Linked DNA regions of Mus musculus: region 1 is linked to region 2. A link is a contact called in public promoter capture Hi-C data. All regions are on one chromosome and are shown on one strand. The core of a region is the stretch at or near the end of the contact, and the rest is flanking DNA. Distances in the headings are between cores, read along the strand shown.

Region 1 (6,411 bases), core at 1,985-4,484, 360 kb after region 2:
CATATTTTAAAGGCAGAAAATGACATCAACCTGTGCTTCTCGGGTGTATTCCTTTCTTCTTTTGATGCCCATCAAAATCAGTACAAATGAGGTTTCTGCATTCTTTTCATGGCCACTTGACATGCACACAGCCCAGACCAGAAACTGAATGACATCACCCAACACAGGACCCTTCAGAGTTTCCCAGAACGACCTGTCTAACATAACAAGGTTGCTGCCTGAGTCTGTTAAAATGAGTGAGTCGATTATTCATACCATCGCTCACAGTATTAGAATGAAATGAAAAGAGCCTCGAGGAAAAGGGCAGGACTGCAAGCATAGGAGACTGGACTCCTCCCTGAGGAAGAGGAAGGAAACCCACCTTGACAGATTACTGCCTGGATGGCGGTGATACCACATGTGACAGACAGTGGTAGATGCAGTTGTCATTTTCCATTGGCAGAGTCAGATGTTCTGAAAACTTTCAGGTAAAGTCAGACAGCCCATGGGGTCAGGACAGAAAATAATAGAGAATAGTCAGAGTACAAAGAAAGGCTAACATTCCCTGCTAGTCAAGCAAGGCAGAGAGAATGCCCCCCACCCTAACTGCTTGCACAGTAAATGTAAGCAAGATCCTGATCTTCAACACAAGTCATTAACAAAAGGATGCTAGCAAAATACTAGATTGGTAAGGTTTTAGGATTAGGAAGATATCAAGTGGATGGATTCTAGTTAGGTCACTGGTGCTCAGAACTGAGAGCAACAGAAGTAATTACTACACCCAATACAGTATGCTTTAAAAGTCTTTTAAATCAAGGGGTCTCAAGTAGCTTAGGCTCCCCTGAGTTGGCTATGAAGGAAAGGATGACTTTGAACTCCAGGATTCCTGATTCCTCCCCCAAAACACAGAGATGAATGACACAATAGGCTTTAGCTCACTTGTCTATCATAGGGCTGATTAATAGAAAATATACGACTATTTGGTGTCTGTAAGTTTATATATGAGCACCCTGCTGTACCCTCTCTATGTTGTAATGAATGTGTTTTGGTGTACAAGGTAGCATGTGATTCCCGACTTCATATACTGTTATATTTTCCCTACCGATTAGCATCATTAACTAGGAAATGTTTATTTATTCTAGATGTGGTTGCAAACTCATTGAAAATTCCAGTAGCTAGGACAAGGTGGTCTGAAGCCCATGCTTCCTGACAGTAGACTTGAATGCTGTAAGTCAGGCTCCAGCTCTGGCTCACAAACACTTGGTTTGACTGAAGAGTGATAATATAAGCAAGATCCCCTGAGATAGGGGAGGGGCTGTGGAGGAGAAATCCTGAAAACAAAAAACAAAAACAAAAAACCAAACAGACAAAAAAACCTGTGTGTATTCTGTGAATGCAAAACTCTTGTAAGGAGTCTGTGGGTGCAGAGTCTGATGGCCCACGTGGAAGTTCACTGAGAGGCAGAGCCTGGAATTCTGCAGGTTTAGGGTTAGCTGTCTTACCTTGGGCTGGTTTTACCTTCAGGGTCAGTCCTTGCCTCACTCTGTAGTCGGCCACACAGCTTGTGACAATAGATAAAAACCTCCCAGAATCCACTGACTAGGCAGAACATGAGCTTCTATCAATCCAAAAGCTAAAATCTCATCAGATGGTATCTTAGACATTGAAAATATCTCCAATGTCTCATAGTGCATGCCTCTATCAGACTCACACCAATGTATTTCAAATTTTCCTTGGTCAATGACATTATTTGTTCTGTACAACCATGAAACTGGTTCCATGTTGGAGTATGGAATTTGGTTTAAACTAAATCTATGTTCTTAGATCATGGCTACTCAAATAGCTGTGGACTAAACAATTCTCTTAGCCCTTTAAGAGGAGAACTGTGCATTTTTACATGAACATAAACCTACTATGTGTAAATCATAAGACCCCAAGAGTGCCACGGCTTTTGAAATTTATATTACAACTTTTCAAAATATTTATTTATTTATTTATATGAGCATTCTTTTGCTGACATACCAGAAGAGAACATCAGATCCAATAATAGACGGTTGGGAGCCAACAAGTGGTTGCTGGAATTAAACTCAGGACCTTTGGAAGAATAGGCATGCTCTTAACCAATAAGCCATCTCTCCTTCCCTATCTTACAGCTTTTCAAATACAGTTGAAAAAATTGGAGAATTCTTTCTAAAACTATTAAGGGTGTGTCACTAAACCTGAATGTCACATTGAGGGACAAAAGAAAATTTAAAAGAGTTCAGACACTGCTGATAACGTGAACTCTAGGAAGAAAAGCACGTGAAGAGACAACAATGTACAGAGTCTGGCAGATTAGAAAGCAATGCACAGAGCCTGGCAGATGAGCAGAGGCATTTCCCCCTTCCCTTTCAGACTTTCCAGTGCCACCCTGTGATCTCTCATCACCCCAAGTCGTCTCTCACATCTGAAAAGGAGTCAAAATTTTGGACACAACACATACTCAGAACTGTTGAGGTATTATTGTCTAGTGATTTTTAATCTTTAGTGTAAAATCCTATTTATTTGGATTGTGCAAACACTGGTTCATACCAACTACAAGATTATTTTGTGGTTTTATAGCCATGTATTGTCGCATTCAGGTCACAAAGGTGTCTATCAGAAAATGTGATTTGAATCAGGGCATCCGTGAGTCTAACAATTCATTCCAAAGGAACAGGAACTAACATCCCACACAACAGTTTGCCCTCCCTCACAGGATTCTTGCTCCTTGGACACTAGGAACTTTAGGAAGCTGTTTGAGCTCAAACCAGGAGTAGTCTCCAGGACATAACATACAGAGGGCGCTACAAGTCCAAGTGCTCTGTATGCCCTGAGAATCTGACTACAGTCACGTGAGAACGGGTCAGCTAGGTAATGATGAGTGCGCTCCCGTCAGCATCTCGGGAACAGGCAGTCAGCAGACCCAGCCTGCCCTTGCCATCCTGTTGTTTTCAACCTTCTCCCCTTCAAACCCGTGCCCAGGCGCAGCGGCCCAGCTTAGGTCAGCACAGCATCTCCAGGTCAGCAGCTTCCTGCCTCTCAACAAGCCCGAGCCAGCTCCCTCCGTGCCCTACCTGCCACCCTGCACAGCCCCTCAGACCTGAAAGAAGGCGCTGGTCCCTGCACCGAACTCCATCTCAGAAATCCAGATGCAGCGCTGAGCAGGACAACTGCATACATTTGAGGAGTGAAGTTTGAAGGAAGAATAAGGAAGTTCGAGTCCGATGGCCCTTTCTAATGACGAAACAGGAACCAGGACTACACTTCCCACAAGTCAGTTGGAAGGACTTACAGGGACCCCACCTAAGATGTCTTGTGCATTGCCTGCCTTGCGGTCCAGCTGTGGGCAGCTGAAGTTGGAAAGAACTAAGCTGCAGCACATGGGCAGCCACAGGGAAAGTGGGCTTTTAAAAAAGTCTTTGGTTACAGCAAGCGATGTTAGCCTGTGAGCTGAGTTTCACAGTAATGTTTATCACATTTCCTTGTTATCTCTGCTAAAACATTGTGAGATTAAAGCTTCGATCTTTCTTTCTTTTTTTTTTTTCCCCTTGGTTTTTTAAAGCACAGATTTACTTATGGAATATTACTACCGAATGGAAAATTCATGCTTTCATTGTTTATTTAAAATATGAAAGCAGGAAGTTAATGTAGGAGTGGGCATTATCTCTTTAATATGCTATCAAAACCATCCCAGGTGCTGAAGACAGAATTAGAAATCAAACTGAGTCACCACGAAGTGTTTTCTGAGCACTTGCTTTCCTCCTCTGAATCTCTCCCAAGAGGAGGGGCAGAGCTCCTTGGATCACAATGGTGTGTGTACTGGCTCTTCAATTTCCCTCTGTGTTTGGTTTGATGTTCCTTATTGATTTTCCTGTCTCCACTGATCCTGTCATCATTCACATTTGATAATACTTGAACATTACTGGTAGCTGCCTTGCACTTCCCTCACTTCTCCTAAACAGAACACCGAGATAGTTCCTCCTGGAATTCAAAGGTATCAGAAATATGTTCATATCACTGTAAAATGAGGTCGATGTATTAAAGAAGTTAGACTGGAAACTTGGAGTATGGAGAATTCCCATCTTTTCGTGGGAAGGTTTATTCCTGTGTAGTTCATGCTTGAGTTAAAGCTACAAATGGCATTACAGAAAAGTCTTCATACTTCCCTGAGGCACAATAATTCAAAGCCAAGCTGTTTCAGAGCAGAGACTGTGCAAAATCCCATTCCAATTTTTCTTCTCTAGGGAGTGTGTTTGCCTAGGGATCAGAACAGATTCCTTAACTTAGAAAAACTAGAGTCAACAAGCAGTACATTCACCTGGACATTTGATTGGCATGTCTGTTTAGAATGAGGTCATGAGTGGTCTGTCATCCCCCTGATGGCTGTAGTGAAGGGCATTGCCAACAACCAGAAGGACTTAACATTTCTGAGCATAGTTAGTTTTCCAATATGTGTATGTGTTGAGGTTTGGTATGTTGCTATGTATTGTAATACTAAATTTTATATCTGAAGGTCTAAGCTTACCATGGACCTCTCACATTTAAAAGGTTCTGTTGTGCAAACCTTGTTCCTTGATTGAAAACTATTAGTTAAATCAAATTTGGTACAGCCTATTACTGGAAGGACTAGAAGTAGGTGGCTTTTGAGTTAGGTGGTATGGGGTGGAGAAGAGAGAGAAGGAAAAGAGGCCAGGAAAAGGAGGAAGAATGGGTGAAGAGGATGAGCTGCCATGGGGGGGGGGTGTACATGGCTGGGAGAAACATTAAGTATCTGAAGTACACCACTGGGAAGGTAGCCAAGAAAGCAGTTAGAGGAAGAGTAAATTAGGGGTTGAACCCCAGTACTTGTCAAAGCCAGATGAAATAACCTCGAGTCTGAACCTCTTTTACTTGTAAGCTAGTTAGGGATAAGCCCTTATGAAAGAAAACATTTAATTGGAACTGGCTTACATTTTCAGAGAGTCAGTTCAATATCATCATGGTAGAAAGCATGGTAAGGTTTAGGCAGAAATGAGAGGTCTACATTTTTATCTGCAGGCAGCAGAAGGGGGTCTGTCTTCTGCATACAGCAAGGAAGAGGCTCTGGGTCACACTGGCCAGACTCAACCACATATATGAGTTATCCAAACAACACCTCCTGACATGCTTCCTGTAGAAAGACTATACCTCAAATCAGGCCATACCTCCTAACAGTACAACTTCCCATGGACCAAGCATATTCAAACTATCAGTGTCTCCTTGTTATACAATAATCAAACCACTAAAGATTAGAATCAGTTCCTCAGGAAATAGACAAGATTATGTTTTCAATAAAAAGATATAGACTGTGATAACTCTAGCTTGTGTCAATTTGACACAAAATCAACCAGTCCGATGGCCATGTAATTCATTACCAGATTTGTGAAACCTTTCAGAAGCAAGGCTAATAAACCCTTTCCTCCCCAACTTGCTTCTTGGTCATGATGTTTGTGCAGGGATAGAAACCATGACTAAGATAATTTGGTACTAGGAATGGGGTATTCATTTGACAACCTGACTATGTTTTGGGGAGGACTGTGGAAAGATTTTGGAACTTTTCGCTAGAAGATCCATTTTGTGTTAAGTGCTCTGTGGTATGTTCTATAGGAGCTTGGAAAATAATGTTAAGAAGAGTGCAGAAGATGGAGGCCTGGCTTGTGAAATTTCAGAGGGAATATTAAAGACTCTTATCAGAAAAAAAAAGAAAAGAAAGAAAGAAAGAAAGCTGAGCAAGCCAGTGGAGGCAAGCCAATAAGAAACATCCCTCCATGGCCTCTGCATCAGCTCCTGCTTCTTGGCCTGCTTGAGTTCCAGTCCTCACTTCCTTTGGTGATGAACAGAAGTGTGGAGGTGTAAACTGAATAAACCCTTTCCTCCCCAACTTGTTTCTTGGTCAAGATGTTTGTGCAGGAATAGAAACCCTGACTAAGACAATTAGTTACCATTGTCTAAATAACAGTCTTTATTCAGAATCATCTGAAATAAGTTTTTATATGCAAAAGAAGTTTCTCTGCATATTGAGAACTATATTAAGAGGTTTAGAAAAATCTGATATAAACATGAGAGTTCTGATTTGACTTCTGACTCTGAATTATGTTACTTATGTTTTCTGATTTATAACCTGCTTCTCCTGATTTATTGCCATCTGTGTAAAAGGTAGGAGCTTTCGAAAATATTGTTCATCTCAATAACTGAGGAAGAATCCAATTAGTCTGTGTGTGTGTGTGTGTGGTTTGTTGTTGTTTTTGCTTTTGTGGGGTTTTTTTTGTTAATTTCTTCCCCCCCAAAATTATTGCAAGTTCCTTGCCAATCCTTATTGATTACCTATAATGTGATAACTTCAGCATTAGTGTAAGGCACTGCAATCTATGATGGGTTTATTCTTGGTAATTG
Region 2 (6,500 bases), core at 1,011-3,510:
CCTTGAAGATATGGGCACAGGGGAAAAATTCCTGAACAGAACAGCAATGGCTTGTGCTGTAAGATCGAGAATTGACAAATGGGACCTAATGAAACTCCAAAGTTTCTGCAAGGCAAAAGACACCGTCAATAAGACAAAAAGACCACCAACAGATTGGGAAAGGATCTTTACCTATCCTAAATCAGATAGGGGACTAATATCCAACATATATAAAGAACTCAAGAAGGTGGACTTCAGAAAATCAAATAACCCCATTAAAAATGGGGCTCAGAACTGAACAAAGAATTCTCACCTGAGGAATACCGAATGGCAGAGAAGCACTTGAAAAAATGTTCAACATCCTTAATCATCAGGGAAATGCAAATCAAAACAACCCTGAGATTCCACCTCACACCAGTCAGAATGGCTAAGATCAAAAATTCAGGTGACAGCAGATGCTGGCGTGGATGTGGAGAAAGAGGAACACTCCTCCATTGTTGGTGGGAGTGCAGGCTTGTACAACCACTCTGGAAATCAGTCTGGCGGTTCCTCAGAAAATTGGACATAGTACTACCGGAGGATCCAGCAATACCTCTCCTGGGCATATATCCAGAAGATGCCCCAACAGGTAAGAAGGACACATGCTCCACTATGTTCATAGCAGCCTTATTTATAATAGCCAGAAGCTGGAAAGAACCTAGATGCCCCTCAACAGAGGAATGGATACAGAAAATGTGGTACATCTACACAATGGAGTACTACTCAGCTATTAAAAAGAATGAATTTATGAAATTCCTAGCCGAATGGATGGACCTGGAGGGCATCATCCTGAGTGAGGTAACACATTCACAAAGAAACTCACACAATATGTATTCACTGATAAGTGGATATTAGCCCCAAACCTAGGATACCCAAGATATAAGATATAATTTGCTAAACACATGAAACTCAAAAAGAATGAAGACTGAAGTGTGGACACTATGCCCCTCCTTAGATTTGGGAACAAAACACCCATGGAAGGAGTTACAGAGACAAAGTTTGGAGCTGAGATGAAAGGATGGACCATGTAGAGACTGCCATATCCAGGGATCCACCCCATAATCAGCATCCAAACGCTGACACCATTGCATACACTAGCAAGATTTTATTGAAAGGACCCAGATGTAGCTGTCTCTTGTGAGACTATGCCGGGGCCTAGCAAACACAGAAGTGGATGCTCACAGTCAGCTAATGGATGGACCATAGGGCTCCCAATGGAGGAGCTAGAGAAAGTAGCCAAGGAGCTAAAGGGAGCTGCAACCCTATAGGTGGAACAACATTATGAACTAACCAGTACCCCGGAGCTCTTGACTCTAGCTGCATATATATCAAAAGATGGCCTAGTCGGCCATCACTGGAAAGAGAGGCCCATTGGACTTGCAAACTTTATATGCCCCAGTACAGGGGAACACCAGGGCCAAAAAGGGGGAGTGGGTGGGCAGGGGAGTGGGGGTGGGTGGATATGGGGGACTTTTGGTATAGCATTGGAAATGTAAATGAGTTAAATACCTAATAAAAAATGGAAAAAAAAAGAAGTACAACACCTGTTTAGATCGTCAAAATATTAGAGCAAAGAAGAAAGTCATAGAGGCAAAGGGGAGGGAGGTTGGGGATGGAGGTTTTGCAAAAGGGAAACTGGAATGGGGCTATCATTTGAAATGTAAACAAATAAAATGATTAATAAAAAAAGAGAGGGAGAAAAAAGAAACTCCCATATGTAATATTTATCCTTTAAAATTAACTAATATGTATACCAAAAAGAAGAAGAAGAAGAAAAAGAAGAAGAAGAAGAGGAAGAAGAAGAAGAAGAAGAAGAAGAAGAAGAAGAAGAAGAAGAAGAAGAAGAAGAAGAAGAAGAAAGAGAGAGAGAGAGAGAGAGAGAGAGAGAGAGAGAGAGAGAGAGAGAGAGAGAGAGGAGCTAAGGTATAAAACTGCTACCTCAGTAAGGTACCTTTAAGTTTTTAACTATATACACAGCCCCCCCTCCCTGCACTGCTCTGCTTTCTTCTAGGTGCACCCCCCACCCCCACCCCTCACCCCCATAGACCTTTAGGCCGTGCTGCTTTCCTGGACCAACCTCTGTGTTAGAGACACAACAGGAATGTACAGCAGGGCGGGACTCTTGCCCGATTTTGAGAAAGACTCATGCGCAAACCAAAAGCCTTATGAGGATTTCCTAGATGGTTCTCTGTGACGTCACAGTATCCAGACTACATCTCCCAGAAGTCTGTGCGAAGGAATTCCTGGAACTCAGGTAGGGTGATTGCTACTGTTGCTGAATTTGTTTCTGGAATCCCACAGTAGAGTATGGGAGAAAGATGCAGAGGCTGGAGGAGAGCCAATGGGAGTCAGGCTCGTGTTCACCGTCAGATCCACAACAGGAGCTATGTGAATGTAAGTTGAGCCTGTGACAGAAATGTTAGGCTTACAAGTCCTTTCTGGTCTGTATGTTGTAATTTTAATCTTATTACAGCCTGAAGAAATCACGCTGACTCGGTTGTACTTTAAAATATGCAAGTAATACACTAATGTGGGAAGGAAAATCATCTTAAGAGTCATTGATTTCTTTTAACTCCCAGCGGCTCTTGATGCCTCTTTGGTTCTCACGCTCACTGAAAATGTCTTGTTTGACATGGCACCAAAATTCTCACAAACTTACAAAACATTTGTCCAGCCCCATACTTAGTGGCCTTTCAACTTAAGGACACTTGACTGTAACTTTACTTTCTTTTCAAAGTCTACTTTTAGGGATGGTCCTTAACCACTTTACCCTCCCTTCTAGCACACCACCCACCAGAGGCAGTGAGAAAAAGATGATGTGGGGCAAGTGGACCTGTGAAGAAAGGTTCTTTGGAGCAACTCCTGTTTGCATTTTCAGGAAATCAGCAGTCCAGTTGATAGTTCGGCAGCAGCAGCTCAGTCCACTTGCAAACACTTCCTGGATACACCAGAAGTCCAGTTTGGTGGTGTCGGGATAGTAAACTCAAATCAGCAGCAGTGGCAGGAACAGCTAGGCCTCAGCCAAATCAGCACGAGGGCCCAGGAGGTATGCCAGAAGTTCTCTGCTGTGCCTCTCTCAGCAAAGCTGGGATCCTTGAAGACTTGAGACCAACAAGCACTGTACAGCCGGCTGCAGCAGCAAGCCAACCTTCACTGTCCAGCCAGTCCTATTTACACTCCCTCCAAATATCCTGAGTCCTCCATGGGTCTTGCCACAGCACATGTCTTGCCTCAGTGCGTGGGTCTGTCTCAGCTTACATCACTTTGTCAATCAGCCTGAGTCTGTGGAAGCCACAAGAAACTGCAGCATGGCAGCAGCAGTTTTTATTTTTTTCTTTTCTTTTTTTTAAAAAATATTTATTTTATGCCTGTGAATACACTGTTGCTCTCTTCTGATACCTGAAGAGGACATTGGATCCCACTACAAATGGTTGTTGTGAGCCACAATGTGGTTGTTGGGAATTGAACTCAGAATCTTTGGAAGAGCAGACAATGCTCTTAACCACTAAGCCATCTCTCCAGCCCCAGGAGCACAAGTTTTTTGGTGTATTTCTCTCTGTGGAGTCCTGACAAATGTCTGCTTCAGCGAAATGTTCTTTCATGTGTCTGCTTTAGCAAAATGTCCTCTCACCTGTGTCTGCTTCAGGAAAACACTCCCTCACATGTTTGCCCCAGCAAACCCCCATGTGACACAACTGACTTTCCAAAGAACCCTTAAGTTTCCACTTCACTTGACACTCTTTTGAAACTCATTATCCATTCTGCTATCCCAACAGCAGCGATTGTTGAAAAAATTAACCAGCACGCAATTGCTTTTCTCACTTATTTATACTCGTGAGCTCAAACACATTTGTTGGATGTTTGCTAAGTGTGCTGTTACCTTAAAGGAACCCCGTGCAAGGTGAGCAGACTGGACTACTGTTGCTGCTTTCTTGTGCTCACATCCTGAGGTAAGGGAGGCAGGACTTGTCCACCTGCCTGTGGTGACTGCAGGAGCCTCCTGAGCAAGAGCTGCATTCTTGGCAGGAGTGGGGCTTCTGGTCTGCATTTCTTTACCTTTCGGAGACCTCAGGAGATCTGGCGGCGGAGACGCAGCACCTGCATGGAACAGTATATGGTACGAATGCTTTGGGACTCTGCTTTGGCAAGGCCCACGGAAACCCCTTTCCACTTGGTGAGGATCTGTGGGGAATTTGGTGGCCTCTATGTATATTCCATAGGTTTCATGTACTACAATCCTCTCTTTACTTTTGCCATGCTGTCGATACTCATAGCTATATTTAATTTTAGTTTGTTGGTCAGAGGCGAGAGCGGGATCATTCATGCTAAAAGCCTTGTGTATGATTCTGTTTTTCTCAATTGTGTTGAGAAAGCCTCCTCTCTTCTCTCTGCCTGTATAGATTCTCCAGATGTGACCATTAATCCTGGGTATTTTGGGACACATAATTGTATTGCTGGAGCAATAGCCACAGTCACACTGAGTAAGCCTCTGGTGGTTGTGGAGAGCAGTAGACTCTGCTTGCCTGTTCTGAGGAATCTATGTCTGATCAGCAGAGACCTAAACTGAGGTAGCTATGTGATGAGAATTGGTTCTAATACTTTGTCTTATTCAACTCCCAGAATCACGTGAGAATTTGCATGTTCGGGCTCTAAAGGAAGCCTGCCCCCAGTTGGCTTTGATTGGGAATAAAGTGGCCAAAGGTGACTGGCTTGGCATGGTGAAACAAGCAGGAGTTTTAGATTGCATAGGTAAAAACTGAGGTAGAAGGAGGAGAAGAGAATTGCCATGGCTCGGGGGCAGAAGGATCAGATGTAAGAGCTGCAAGAGAGAAGTCATCCAGCAATGTAAGTGGAAAGGGAAAGCAGCCCTATAGGTGGGTGGGTGGACTGCTCAGAAGGTCACAGGGCAACAAAGATAAAATATAGATTTAGAAAGTGTGAAGCATGGAATACTGGAGGGGAGTCTGTGATAGCCCTGGGGAGGTTTAGAAGTGACCCATTAATATAAAATTAGCTGGTGTGTGTGTATGTGTGTTTCATTTTCGAATCCAGAGCTCTTGGGCAGGTGCAACGCACGGGCAACCTGCCTGGAGCCAAAGCAGATTAACAATTCACTGCTACAGCTATGCATCATCTACAGAAATTAAACGCGGTTCCTGGAAAGATGATCTCAGGAATTGATAGGCGCTTATCAGGAAAGGTCGCTGAGAACAATGAGTGTCTTTCTACAATTAAAAAGTATTAGAGTATTGTGACACAGGGGTGATATGTGATAACTGGACATATACCCCCAAATGTTTAATCTGTCTCTCACCTTGCATGACTGTGTAACCACCTTTGCTACCCTCTGGGTATGTGCTCATGCGTCTAGGGCATGCCTAGCTAGTCATTTTGGGCCAGCAGGAAGCAGGAAGTGGAACTAGTGAGCGATTTTTGTAATGATGGGGTTTTTATAAAGCTAATGTAATGATTTAATAAATAACCAATCATGTCACTGCTTGAGTGAGCAGGATTGTGATTGGATAAAGATGGCTCAAGCTATTTGGGACCACTTGCTTGAAAGTCAACAGGTGATCAGTGTCTTCATTTGTGCCAATGTACCTTTCCTGTCTTAGGACCTGAACCTTGTTGCTGGACCTGGCCATTGGCAGAAATCTTACCGGCCATAGAGGCCAGAGCCCATACTCACTGTGTCCAGAGACTGTATGTTGGTATTCCTTCTCAGATGGGAAGGGGTCCTGTGACTTGGGAGCCAGGGATCCACACAGTTCTCTGGTGGGACAGAATCCTAATGGAAGGGTAACCTGAAACACAGAAGCCCTGGAACTAAACAGTTCTGATGTGGGGCATTGTTCTGATGGAAGAGTATCCTGAAACACGGGAGACCTGGAACCACATAGCTCTGCGAGGAAGCCTTGACAGCAGAGGTGTTACATGGGAGAGTATCAGGAGCCTCATCCCTGCTCCACTTCTTAGCTTCTTCCCTTCTTTGCTTCTTTCAATGAGAGTCACAAGCAGCAGCAAATCTTATAGAAGAGATTTATTGGTAGGATTGAATCCAGGGTTCGGAGGAATAAATCTAGGGGTGGCTGCCTTTGCTCTCAGCAGAAGGCACCAGGGAACTGAACAGTAGGGAGCTTCTATAGCATTTCCTAGAGTAGAGAGCGTTTCCGTGGCTGAGCTTTTCAGGGTGAGGGTTGGAGCGATTTCAAGTTCTGAGCATGAGGAGCTCAGGGATTGATGGGTTTTCCTGTTTGGGGATTGCTGGGATTTTTCTTCTTGTAGGGCAGAGTCTGGGCCCACTCCCACCTCAGGTTGAGAATAGCAGTTACAGCCCTTAGAAAATGACCACTAGAGCCATTAGGCCAGTCTGGGAGCAGGGCCCGCTTGCTGGTGCTCCTCAGGTTGGGGCCTGGCCACATTCCTGCCTTGGGGTCATATAAAGTTTACTCCCCGTTGGTGTGAATGGCCAGCAGTGTGGG

Evidence for each region. Capture Hi-C pulls out chosen DNA fragments and counts their contacts.
Region 1: a promoter capture Hi-C map of liver shows a contact between it and region 2, with 3 times the contacts expected there. The contact joins the promoter of Zfp729a here to the promoter of F630042J09Rik in region 2. A contact is called at or near these places in 1 of 39 promoter capture datasets (erythroid cells) and 2 of 9 other capture datasets (adipose tissue and liver).

Annotation. Positions count from the first base shown.
Region 1 is chr13:67,634,547-67,640,957 of GRCm38.p6, forward strand. Zfp729a (zinc finger protein 729a) reads right to left here and starts at 3,235. Exons shown (of 4, transcript NM_183146.4): 1 at 3,101-3,235. The coding sequence starts at 3,136.
Region 2 is chr13:67,276,334-67,282,833 of GRCm38.p6, forward strand. It overlaps F630042J09Rik (RIKEN cDNA F630042J09 gene), which reads left to right and starts at 2,261. Exons shown (of 4, transcript NR_033540.1): 1 at 2,261-2,412; 2 at 2,801-4,192; 3 at 4,639-4,863; 4 at 5,634-6,500. It also overlaps a transcript of Zfp458 not described here.